Linked DNA regions of Mus musculus: region 2 is linked to region 1. The links are chromatin contacts, called in public HiCAR-type maps. All regions are on one chromosome and are shown on one strand. Each heading gives the region's core, a stretch centred on a gene start, on an enhancer-like site or on the middle of the called end of the contact. The rest is flanking DNA. Distances are from core to core; before and after follow the strand shown.

Region 1 (5,749 bases), core at 2,614-5,113:
AAAACATAATATTCTTTGTGATATATCTTTTTTTGCCTTTCAATATTTGTTTTCATTAGGAAACTACTCACAAAATCAAAATCGTATTGAGTTACTAGTTTTCCAATTCAGCCTAGATCTCCCTTTTAATCTTCTAATCATTAAAATTTCTTTCCCCAATCAGATCTATTCATTGGATCATTGTACCTTAAATTCAATGTGTCTGAATTAAACTGATGTTCTTCCCAACACTAAGAAAACTGGCATTTCTTCCTTGTCTCCTATCTTAGTTCCTGAGTGCTGAAATGATGGATACGTTGATAGCTGTTTTATGAAGGATGCTAATCTGGGCTGACACTTCTGCCATGCAAAGCAAAGCATTTCTCCATGCTTTCCTATAACTTCTATAGTACTGATGCTTTTCTCCTTTTCTTATCTACCCAACAGCCTTTAGAGTCTTCTTTCTCCTTTCTCAACAACAACAACAACAAAATATTATCTTCTAAGAGATTCCAATGGCTCCTATCTGCTTTTAGGTTAAATTCTAAAAGATTTCCCAGAGGTCTAGAATTTTCTCAAGCTGACTTTATTGATATTGAATATTTTCCACTGAGTATTTGGGCTTGAGTGTCACTGTCACGAATACTTTCAAGATTTCAGAATATTATTGTATGTCTTCTTATTTTATATTCTTTCTTCTGTGCTTCACTATCCTCTTGGCAAACACCAAGATCAAAAGCAAATAGCAACTCTGTATTGAGCATACCCTCAACTGTTTTATCAGCTATACAATCTCTGCTGTCACTGCATTATGTTCATGAGTATAGTATGCCATGTATCAACTATTGTGTGTTTAAAGTATTGTTTATTTTTGAGTTGGTCAAGAGCAAAGGTGGCCACATCACATTCAGCCTCTACAGTGAGAACTGACTGTAAATTGTTAACAGCTCTTTGTTGTGATGTGACCTAAAACTATAACATATCACATCATATACCATCAGTTATATGTCATAAATCTGATAAAGTCTGTATAATGAAAATCACAAGTGTTTGAGTATGTAAATATATGGTATTTAATTATGTGTGTTTGCATATGTGTGTATGTAAATTAAATACTTAGTGGCGAATAGATCTTTAGATATTGTCTTCTCTAATTGTTGAGCCAGGCACTGTGTGACTTCATCACAGTGAACAACATGTTATTGGCAGTAAAAGCTTCTGTCCTATATCTTTGTCCAGTGAAACTTCCACTTTAGTGATGTCATCTTTCATGCTATTTCCTGTAAACAGTAGAAAGAGCGAAAGCCCCTCACTGGAGCAGATGTCCTCAGCTTCTCTGTTCTCTTCTTCCCATTCCCTTCCTGCCCCTCCTCCCTCTCCCTCTCCCTCTCCCTCTCCCTCTCCCTCTCCCTCTCCCCCTTACCCCTCCCCCTCCTCCTCCCCCTCCCCCCTCAGTTATATCAAATTTGCTTCTCATCAAATTATAGACAAGATTCTATCACCTTTGCATTTTTTAGTTATAATGTATTCTGTTCTGTCCTAACTCCTTTGAGAACTGTTCCCAACTCATTTTAGATTTAGTAACATCTCCCTTCCTTTCAGTGGATAAATACATGAAGAAATTATTATTTTGCTCAGCAGGTTAAATGTTCCAATATTTCCCAAGAAACAAAGAATCATCATAAAATACATAGTACCACCATCCTCCCACTAGCTTCTATTTGCACAACAGTTGACAATGTATGACTTAGTTTCTCATAACCCACTTGATTTCATCATACCATGTATGGATAGTCAAAGGCAAGTACAATCACACAGTAGGCAGCTACTGATGGAGGGGTGAGAACACCGTCGAACTATTCTTAGAGCAGGCTACAACTGAACCTGGTGCTGGAATCAAGGTCTAATTGGCTTGTATTCCGGCTATGACATTAATATTGACATGTATTGGTACCTCAAAGGCAGCACAGCACAGGATCTCTATGTTCTTTTCCGTCTGAATTGCTACTTGGCTCATGTTCCTTTGATAGTACAAATTTCAACTAGCCCAGCTCTGTTGCCCCGAGAAGCTCTTTCTAAATTTCCAAGTACTACCAACTACTATAAATTTAGAATAGAAAAAATAAAACACACTTTCAATTCTTTGTTTAAAATCAAACGAATTTGACTTTTGTCTTTAGTCCCCTAAGTAGCTGATCTTTAAAGTCTTACCAAGTTCGCAAGAATGACTTTGCTTTGACTAATCTGTGCCTGTATTTGCGCGTGTACAAGAGTGCATTAGTATATTATGCGATTCTCCAAGGTAAAGGGTGTTTTGTCTTTAAGTGATTTTCTGTTCAATGCCTCACCACGTTGCTTGGATGTATGAACCTTCTTTAAACCTTTAGTCATCGGTGTGATTCTGGCGTAAATGGATCTGCCTCCTCAGCAGGTCGGTCGGAGGACTGAAGCCAGAAGACCCACTCTGCCTGGACTGTGATCTGGACACTTTTTCTTTCTATCTTGTTCCTATCTTGATATTTGGCATCACTCAGGAACTCTCAAGTCATCCTCAGCTATAAGCGAGGAGAATAGCTCCTCCACTTGTCTCCGGTGAGTGTGTGAAGTTTCTGGTAGGCTCAGGAATTCCGTCTTCCATAGTGGTTGGAGAGCATCCACCCACCCTCAGCAGAGAGGGGAGCCTGGAGCTCTAAGGTTTTGTTGTTTCCCTGTGTGTTCTGCTTCTACAGCGCTTTGCCGGGAGAGTCTGAGGAGCAGTGAGTTGCTACTTTTCTTGTTTTGTCAAAAAAACAAAGCGAAAAGACTTCTTTCCCGGAAAGAAAAGTTTCTAAACCTCCATGTTAATCACTCCACGGCGTAAAAGATCACTTTGAATCACTCGTTACAAATTGCACTATCCAGTTTTCCCTGTTAGAGCTGCCTGCACAGGGCTTGACCCTGGTGTCCCACACACCACAAAGCTATGCTTAATACATTTAAATCTCTCTCTCTCTCTCTCTCTCTCTCTCTCTGTGTGTGTGTGTGTGTGTGTGTGTGTGTTTGCCAAAACACCGCATTAAAAAAAAAAAAAAAAAGAACTGTCTACCTGTATATTGCTAGAATGTCATTTTAGAAAGTCTAAGACTGGAAACCCAGATTTTAAAAGCACTTCACTTTGTAATGAAAGTACAGCGCTGCCCTCATTCACTGCCGAGCGGCTAGAGAAACAATCACCCAGTGACTCACTGTTGCCTCTTAGTTATGTTGTTCTTTCCTAATGGCATAGGACATGACCTAATTCGCTTGCAGGGATCATACTTTTGACCTGGGGATCCTGGCATAATCAGGACCAGTTGGAAACACAGAGGCTCCTTCAGGAGCCCTTAGCTCGCTCCGGATCATAGTCCCAGATCTGGAGATAGAGCAAAGGACAACTCTGTCCCACTTACCGGTCTTCCACAGATAGAGGGTGGGCACCTCGGTGTCTCCCTGCGCCGCAGCCCCGCGGGCGCCAGAGCTCAGCAGGAGTAGCAAGAGCAGTGGCAACCGCAGCAGCTGCAGGACGCCCCGGCTCGGGGACGCCAGGCGCCCGGCTCGCAACCCCATGCTGTCCGCAGCCGCTCCAGCCTCCGGAGCCGCACCACTCTCGCAGGGGACGGTCTTTCCTTCTCCACCAGTAGAGAAAGCAAAGCTCTCCCTGCTTCTATTGTTCGCTCCAGATGAAAAGCAGCCAAAGAGCAACTAACACTAGGGAACAATAGCATCAGCGGCGGCCGTGGACGCCACCGCCGCCGCCGCTGGCTGGCGGGGATGCTGGCGGGGATGCTGCCGCCGCTGCCATGGCGCGCAGACTGGCAGGTCCTAGCGGCGAGGGACACAGCCGGCCGCAGGGGGCCCCAGCTGACAGAGCCGGCCCAGAGCTCTGAGAGGAGCAGCCCCCGCCGCCAGCTGTAGGGAAGGGAGGGGAGAAGAGAGAGCTGAGAAGAGCCAAGGGGACCCGAGGGGACCACCGGCGGGGGGCAGCGAGGGCACAGGGCCAGCACCCAGACCCCACGCGCCCGCCCCGAGAACTCCCCGGCACATGGTGCGCTGAAATATGTTCACAAGGATACACCAATAAAAGGCATCATCACGGGGCAGGCTTCAGGATGACGAATAACTGACATTGAAATTCATCGTCACCCAAGGAGTCAAATGCTGATCTAGTGGCGTGTTATTCTCCCTGCATATTTACACAAAGCATCAGCCTTGGTCATTTATTCTGAAGCCGCCGTGCCTTCTGAATTACTTTATGAGAAGAGCGGTACTTATGAACCTGATAGGGAACAGACCAGGGCTCACTATCAAAAGGAACTTGAGCACTTCCGTGTTTTTTGTTTTTTGTTTTTGTTATTTTTTTAACTTCAGCCCATCCTCAGTAACAATGTGACCGTGGTTAATATGTGTCAAAGTCAACACATTGTCTTGTAACTGCCTTTGAAAGCGACTTCGTACTTAAAAGTGTGCACGACGCTGTCTAATTGCATGAATAAGAATGTACAAACACTGCCAGTATATTCTGTTTTAATGATGAAGTGCATAAAAGTTCCATTCCTTTCTCTTCCATCACTATTGAAAACGCACTACTAAGGACCAGAGGTGGGGATAAAAATTAAGCCGCAAATGAGTCAGTAGCAGCAGTTGGCTTCCACCCAGTTAATAACTATTTCTACTTAAATTTCATTCCTGAGACAAATACTAATTCTTTTAAGTGCTTTTTCACAACCAAAACAAGAAACCACATGGCTTGTACCTTTTGTTCTCTATTTTATTAGATCAGGCCTAACAGAAGAATGTGTGCAGTCAGATAAAGCTTTGTCCCTTTTTTCCCCCACTCACAATAACAGTCTTTTATTATTAATTCATTTCCTTGTAACGCTTAAATAGTATCAAGGCAGTTAGCCAATTAAAACAAAGCAAAACAACAACAACACCAAAATTCCCCAGCAACCAAAAGCTAAGGATAACTATGGTCATTTGGTTGCCTGTCTTACACCAAATACAATACAATTTAAAAGGCAGAAAAACTTCTCTTAGTGACTTCACCCCCAAGGACCCAATAACCCATGAGTCTGAAATGAGAAAGCTACAGTTTCTTAGGGAGGAAAGCTTCCTTCCAGAAGGCTCCCTGGAGATGTGTGTCATTTTGCTGAGCTTTCCAGACATAACCCTTCTGCATGCATTAGATTAAAAGCAGGTTTGATCAAATAATTCCCAGGTCCTGCCTGTTTAAGTATTCTGACATCAGAGGAAATTAGCTGCATTCACGGTTGCAAATTTGGTCTTTGTTTACTTTTCACTCTGTTAGGCCTCTAAGAGGGAATTAAAAGCTCAGAGAGTCCTGGCCCTGGGCTTGTGATTAGAGGCGATAAGCCACTGTGGCTTACTGTTTCTACACTGGTGAAAAATAGGCAGTGATCAAAAGATTATAGGTTGATAGGGATACAAAGGCAGGCTGGTCCTAACTAATGTATACCCCCCTGAAGGAGCAAGTCCTTCAATATTCACACTGCCAAAGAAGAAAAAGACCTGCCATTGCCTCCTAGGTTCTGTCCTTCAGAAATGGCTCCTCCATGCAATACCACTCTGCATGGAAGCCTCTTCCTTTCCCTTCTATTTGTATTTCTCAGTTGTCGTTAGTGCTCATCCCTGAAGGTCTTCAACCGTGAATGGAATTGTAGATTCTGCGTTATTAATGCCCATTCATAGTGTTCTCCATAAGCCCCAAGTCAATTTACCAGGTGGAGGCTCC
Region 2 (5,703 bases), core at 419-2,918, 1.1 Mb after region 1:
TATTAGATATGTTTAGTACATTTTTATTAAACTTTTTCTCAGAGATAAAAGTTTTTGGCTAAGATCTAAGTACAATATCAACTTGCGAGATAAAAACAGAAGCATTAAAAAAAAAGAAAACCAGTAACAACAATAAAACAAATCCAAAACCCACCCCAACCGGTTCTCTGAGAGAGTGAGAGTGAGAGTGAGAGAGAGAGATCCCCAGAATGCAAGAGGCAGTGATTATAACAATATAGATTTACTAGATTCTGAACAAATACTTCCATCTTCCAATTCCATGTGCTCTGACAACTTGAAAGTATGAAATAATACTTTTGCAAACTTAAGCCCTCTCACTTTGGCCCCTTCCCAAGCAGCAAATACAAGTTATGGGCCACATTATTAGTGCACTCTTTGTTGTTAAGAGCCGCCCTCCACTCCCATCTGCCCTCCACTCCCATCTGCCCCCATTGTAGAAGAAACAAGTATGAACGTGAAAGCATCTCTTAACTGAGAGTGTTAACTCTCAGCTAACTGTAACCCTCTTGCTGAGAACGGGAGAGATCAAATCTTGGGGTCGGCCTCAACAGAACAATGGTTTTCAGCACACTGGTCAGGGTGCAGTCTAATTCAGAAGAGTCCTTCAGAGTCACATCTGTCCATTTCGCTTTCTTGCGTATATCCCCAAGCAAGCACAGATGCCGGTAATGCTGAGAACCACACCTAATAAGAGTGCAATCGCGTCTCCAGCTTCCACTGCTTCAACAACAGGCAGGATCAAAAGCAGCGAAGCGAGGACTAAGATCAATTGCGTTGAAACTGAATTCATGATGCTAGGATCTGGAGGGCTGAACTTGCCTAGAAGTTAAACACCGAACAAAAGAAACTGTTAAAAAAAAAAGCCTTATTTTTTTTTTTTTGAATGACAATATTAATATAAAACAATCTTTTAGACTGGAATTTGTGAATCATTTCAGATGTCAGTTTAAGATGACAAAACTAAAGACAGTCATTTTAGGTTATCATTAGAAAAGAGAGGGAAAAATGCATAAGATACTTGCCAAATAAAATACCCTAACAGGTAAAAGTCACATTTTATTAGCATGTCTCTTATCTAGAAAATTCAACACAACACGTGACTCTGTGAAGTTGTAAGGAATTAATAAGACTTACCGAAACAAGGGTATAAGTAATTCTACCCAACGTGAAATATTCTCTTTGGAACTTCCGGATGCTGAGGCTAAGAGGTTACTCGTGACACAGCCTATTTTAAAGAGGAAGCTAGAGTCAGTGAGAAACGAACAGCAAGGACAGAAATTGGTAACGAGTACAGAAAACACTCCCTAACAGTTCCTTCAAAAAGAGACTACTAGATTTAAAGTTAGTTCTCACACACAGATTGCTAAATGAAACCAAGCCGAGAAGCAAATTCATCCCAAGATCTAACATAAAGATCTGGAATTCCTTCGCCCTGGGAGGGTGCAAATTTGTTGGGTTGTGCAAGTACACTAGGAGAATCAATCCTGGAATCCCCGGGAGCGGAGTTTGTACCTTACCGGACCGAAAGCAGCCATTACAGGAATGGAGAGCAGGGCGGTGTCGCCAGACTACATTTCCCACAAGCCCTGCTGCCTACTCCCGTCATGCACAGCGCGCTCTGGGATCCCTGACTGAGGGATAGACCACAGGCTGCTTGTTGTTCGGGTTTCACAAGTTTGCCCTCTGGTTTTACTGTTAAAGAGAGGGTGAGTGTTCAAGAAAAGGTTTAGTGAATTCGTAGGACTAACGAAACAACAATACGTGTTTTCTGCCCTGTAAAGGAATTCTAGCCGCATGAATATGTCTTGTTAGTACTCTGAAATAAGGAAGTAACCGTGGGAGAGGGTAGCTGAGGGAAGCCATCTGTTTGGGAATGTTTCAAACCTGGGGCCTTCCAACATTTCTGCAGCAGAAAATCCCCGTTATCATTTTCCAAATGTGCCTAATGACATTTGCTAATTTTTTAAAACTAACGGGGAAAATAAGCACATTTAATCAGAAAGTTTGGAAAATATTGAATCATTTGTGGTGCAAATCAGGTTTAGAAAATATGGTTTCAGCCCTATACACAGATCTTTTCCGATTCGAATTCTTGTCTTTTTCAGAATGTTCACTCTCCACAGCCTCCCAATATTTTAAGATGCCAAGTTTAGTACTCAAAACCATTATAAGTATTATTCACATGCATCTGTAAGCATTAACTTTGAAAAGTTCTTGAAGTCTTGTTACCTGGGATATCCATACTAAATGTTCCTTCTGGCCCGAGCACTTTCATACTTACTGACAATTTGTCATCTTCTCATTGTAAGTTACTCACGGTGCTGAGTTAGAGGTGCCCGGACTTGTCCTGATAAAAATCATGCGAATACTGTGGGCACACTCAGTTGAGTGTCTATAATCAGCTTGTATTCTTGTGTTGTTGGTTCTCCTTTTAAACACAGTTGTATCTCTCTGACGGTAATGATTTATACTTCTGCTTCCCAAAAGACGTTTGGCAGGAACTTCAGCGACATTAGCTAGGAACAATAATTTGATGAAATAAATGTGCCAAGATTTTACAGGAGCTTCACAGAGGTGGTGAACACATTAAAGCAAGTTGTGTCTGATAGATTGACAGTGTTGTTTTTCTAAAGTTAATTATTTTAACAAATTCACTCTAATTGCACTTGTCTTATGTTGCTTTTGGCTTTGTATCTTTCCTATCAATTAGTTTTGGAATAGGACCTCTTGCTTTTATGACTTCCAAAATATCCTCCTACATTCCAGTGTTTTCATTTGGGAGGTTTTATTTTTCCTTATGTATTTGTTTCAGCTAGTGGAAGTCTGCAGACTAAAGTTAGTGCTTGTACACTTTTCTGTTCCTGAGTCTGTAAAGTGTCTTGCTTAAGCTTTAAGTTTGCAGAGTCTATGCATGGTAAAAATGTTCATCTTTTCAATTATTGTAGTTAGAAATTAACTAATGACTTGGTCTATCTGTAAAACCGTGGTACAAATTGGTGTAGGGATATTTTGGGCTCAAATATAGTTTTAAACTGAAATCTGTTGCATTTTGCTAATTAGGTTCTCTCCGTATTGGAAATCCAAGGAAATGCTTTTACAACAGCACTTTTAGGTTAGAGGCTATTATAATTCTATTTTTTCCTCATTCTATTCTAACTAGTCTGTTTTTCTTTTAATAGTAATTTATTCCTTTACTTTAAAACAACGGTTCCACCATACTAGACAAACTTTCAGGTTACTTGTCAAGATGCAAATCTCAGAACTACTCTCCTTACCTCTGAGGGGGTTCCACCACTCACATACTCTTTCCATTCCATGCACATTTAATGCTCGACTGTTTAATACAAAAGCTAATTTGTTTTCCTCTATTGACATTTTGCTCTTGCTGTTTTCTCTGCCAGTAATACTTTCCGACAGATTTGTCATAGTTATTCTTAGCATCATCCAGGGTTTAGAGCTTTGTTCAAGCTTCCCTTTCCATCTTAGTTAAAACAAAAACACAAAATTAACACACTCTACTATTATATTATGTAGATAAACACATTCAAGTAGAAATTCTATGTGAGGTAGAAATATTTTCATCTCGTTCATGGTTGATTTTTCACCTAGTAGAACAGTACCCTGTATGCTAGATACTTAGTAGATATCTTGTAAATGAATGAATAAGGGTAGTACAATACAGGATGGTATTACTGTTGTTACTTTTTCTGTTCATAGTACAAAGTATCTTACAAGCAAGAAGTTTGCTTTTGGACAAATTTATGAAGATGCTTAATATGTTATTTTGAATCTTCATTCAAAGTTGATTATCAAAAATTTTTCCTATAATAAAATATAAAAATCTTTCTTATTAATAATAAGACTTCTGTGAGAGTATAAGATGCAATTGAATCTAAAACAAGATCCTAAATATAATGCTTTATACTTATTTTCTCTGCCCAGATTTGTAAAATATATTCATTGAGGCCACCTAGATGACTACACTAAACATTTTGAGATACAGAATCCAGAATTTAGTTTCTCAATTCAGAAATCTAAGTTAATGGCATTTCCACTAAAATAAAGACTCCTGTTAGCCAGTGATAGGGACAAAGAATACTGTGGAAGCCACTGATCTCAGCAGTTGAAAGTAAATTTCCCAATCAGCCATTACTAAGAAACAATATTAAAGAAAGAAGAAGTGGTTTGTGCTGATTTTATAACCATTAGAAATGAGTCACCAATGGGCCCGGAAGGGAAGGCACCTCTGGGATCTATCAGAGGAGGCACAATGTGCCTACAGGAGAATTTTGCAGTGAATCGTGGGTGTCAGGGAATTCATAAAACCCAGACTTCCTCATTAGCAGTTGAGCCAAACCAAGTGAGTGGAAATATGTTAGTTAAATTTCACAATTAAAAAGGACTAACCCAGAGCTAGTCAGTATTTCTCATCAATAATGGATATTTGACAGTGAGAACATTGTGTTAGGATAATTAATCATTAGAGTAACCAGATAGGATGTTACATTTTCTACAACTATGCAGTTGGTCAAAATAGAACAAATGAACAAACTTCAGTACCTGCTGACCCTAAATTCCTCTTGTAGTATTATTTTATAGAGGATATGAAAGCTAAATAGTCATTGATGTTGAACTCTCAGCTCCTCTTGCACCATGCCTGCCTGGATGCTGCCTTGCTCCTTTATTGATGATAATGGACTGAACTTCTGAACCTGTAAGCCTGCCCCAATTTAATGTCCTTATAAGAGTTGCTTTGGTCATGTTGTTTGATCACAGCAGTAAAAACCTTACTAAGACAGTCATTTTGTATGTAGATCCAGGTGTCATCTAGATTCCTGGAGGATGTGGTCCTATCTCATCAATGAATTATGGTAAGGTGGGAATCAAGTTGGCAACATGATGCAATCAACATTCACCTGGCAAGGGATTCTCAGTGAGAGGTTGTCCAAATTAGGTTGTCTGTGGGCATGCCTCTGAGAGATATTCTTAACTTGGTTAGAAATGAGAATTTTTGCTCTAAATGTGTGCTCCCACTATTTTATGGTATGGGCTTGAAGTGAATGATAAGAAGAAAGCAAGTTTAGCATTGACAAGCACCCATTCATTCACACACTCTCCTTCCTCTTGAACGTGAATTTGAGTAGCTGCTTCAGGTTCTTACTAGCTTGATTTCCCTGAACAATGAACTATAACCTGGAAGTGTGAGCTGAAATAAACTCCTTTGATCCCAAGTTGCTTTTGAGTAATTATGAGCATTTTATCATAGCAACAGGAAGTGAAACTAGGATACAGTTACATTTATAACCTTATGTTGTCAAGGAAGAGAGGGCATCTCCATCAATAACAGTGGCAGACTTAAATTTTATTTAAATTCATGGGTTCCTAATTCAGAACGCCTATGTGAGAGAAACTGATAGTTTCTTGAGGTGAGAGATTATATAGCATTTTATCTACAATAATGAACTGATAGACTTTGAAGACCATCACTACTTGTCACAAAACTCACCTCTCTCATTTATCTAGAAACACAAATTATCTAGCTTCTTACTATGATTTAAATTTTTATTGATACATATTTATATATACACCTAATGAGGGCACATTATATATATATATATATATATATATATATATATATATATATATATATATATATATATAAAAATATATGAATGGTAGTGC

What was found. HiCAR-type assays count read pairs that join an accessible place to other places.
Region 2: a HiCAR-type map of fibro-adipogenic progenitors shows a contact between it and region 1, with 5 times the contacts expected there. The contact joins the promoter of 1110019D14Rik here to the promoter of Thsd7a in region 1. A contact is called at or near these places in 1 of 39 promoter capture datasets (hippocampal neurons) and 1 of 115 datasets of contacts at active chromatin or transcription factors (fibro-adipogenic progenitors).

What each region holds. Positions count from the first base shown.
Region 1 is chr6:12,745,390-12,751,138 of GRCm38.p6, forward strand. It overlaps Thsd7a (thrombospondin, type I, domain containing 7A), which reads right to left and starts at 3,864. Exons shown (of 28, transcript NM_001164805.1): 1 at 3,408-3,864. The coding sequence starts at 3,564.
Region 2 is chr6:13,869,901-13,875,603 of GRCm38.p6, forward strand. It overlaps 1110019D14Rik (RIKEN cDNA 1110019D14 gene), which reads left to right and starts at 1,669. Exons shown (of 3, transcript NR_045995.1): 1 at 1,669-1,727. 2610001J05Rik (RIKEN cDNA 2610001J05 gene) reads right to left here and starts at 1,618. Exons shown (of 3, transcript NM_001352887.1): 1 at 1,539-1,618; 2 at 1,156-1,246; 3 at 1-840. The coding sequence starts at 811. The coding sequence ends at 632.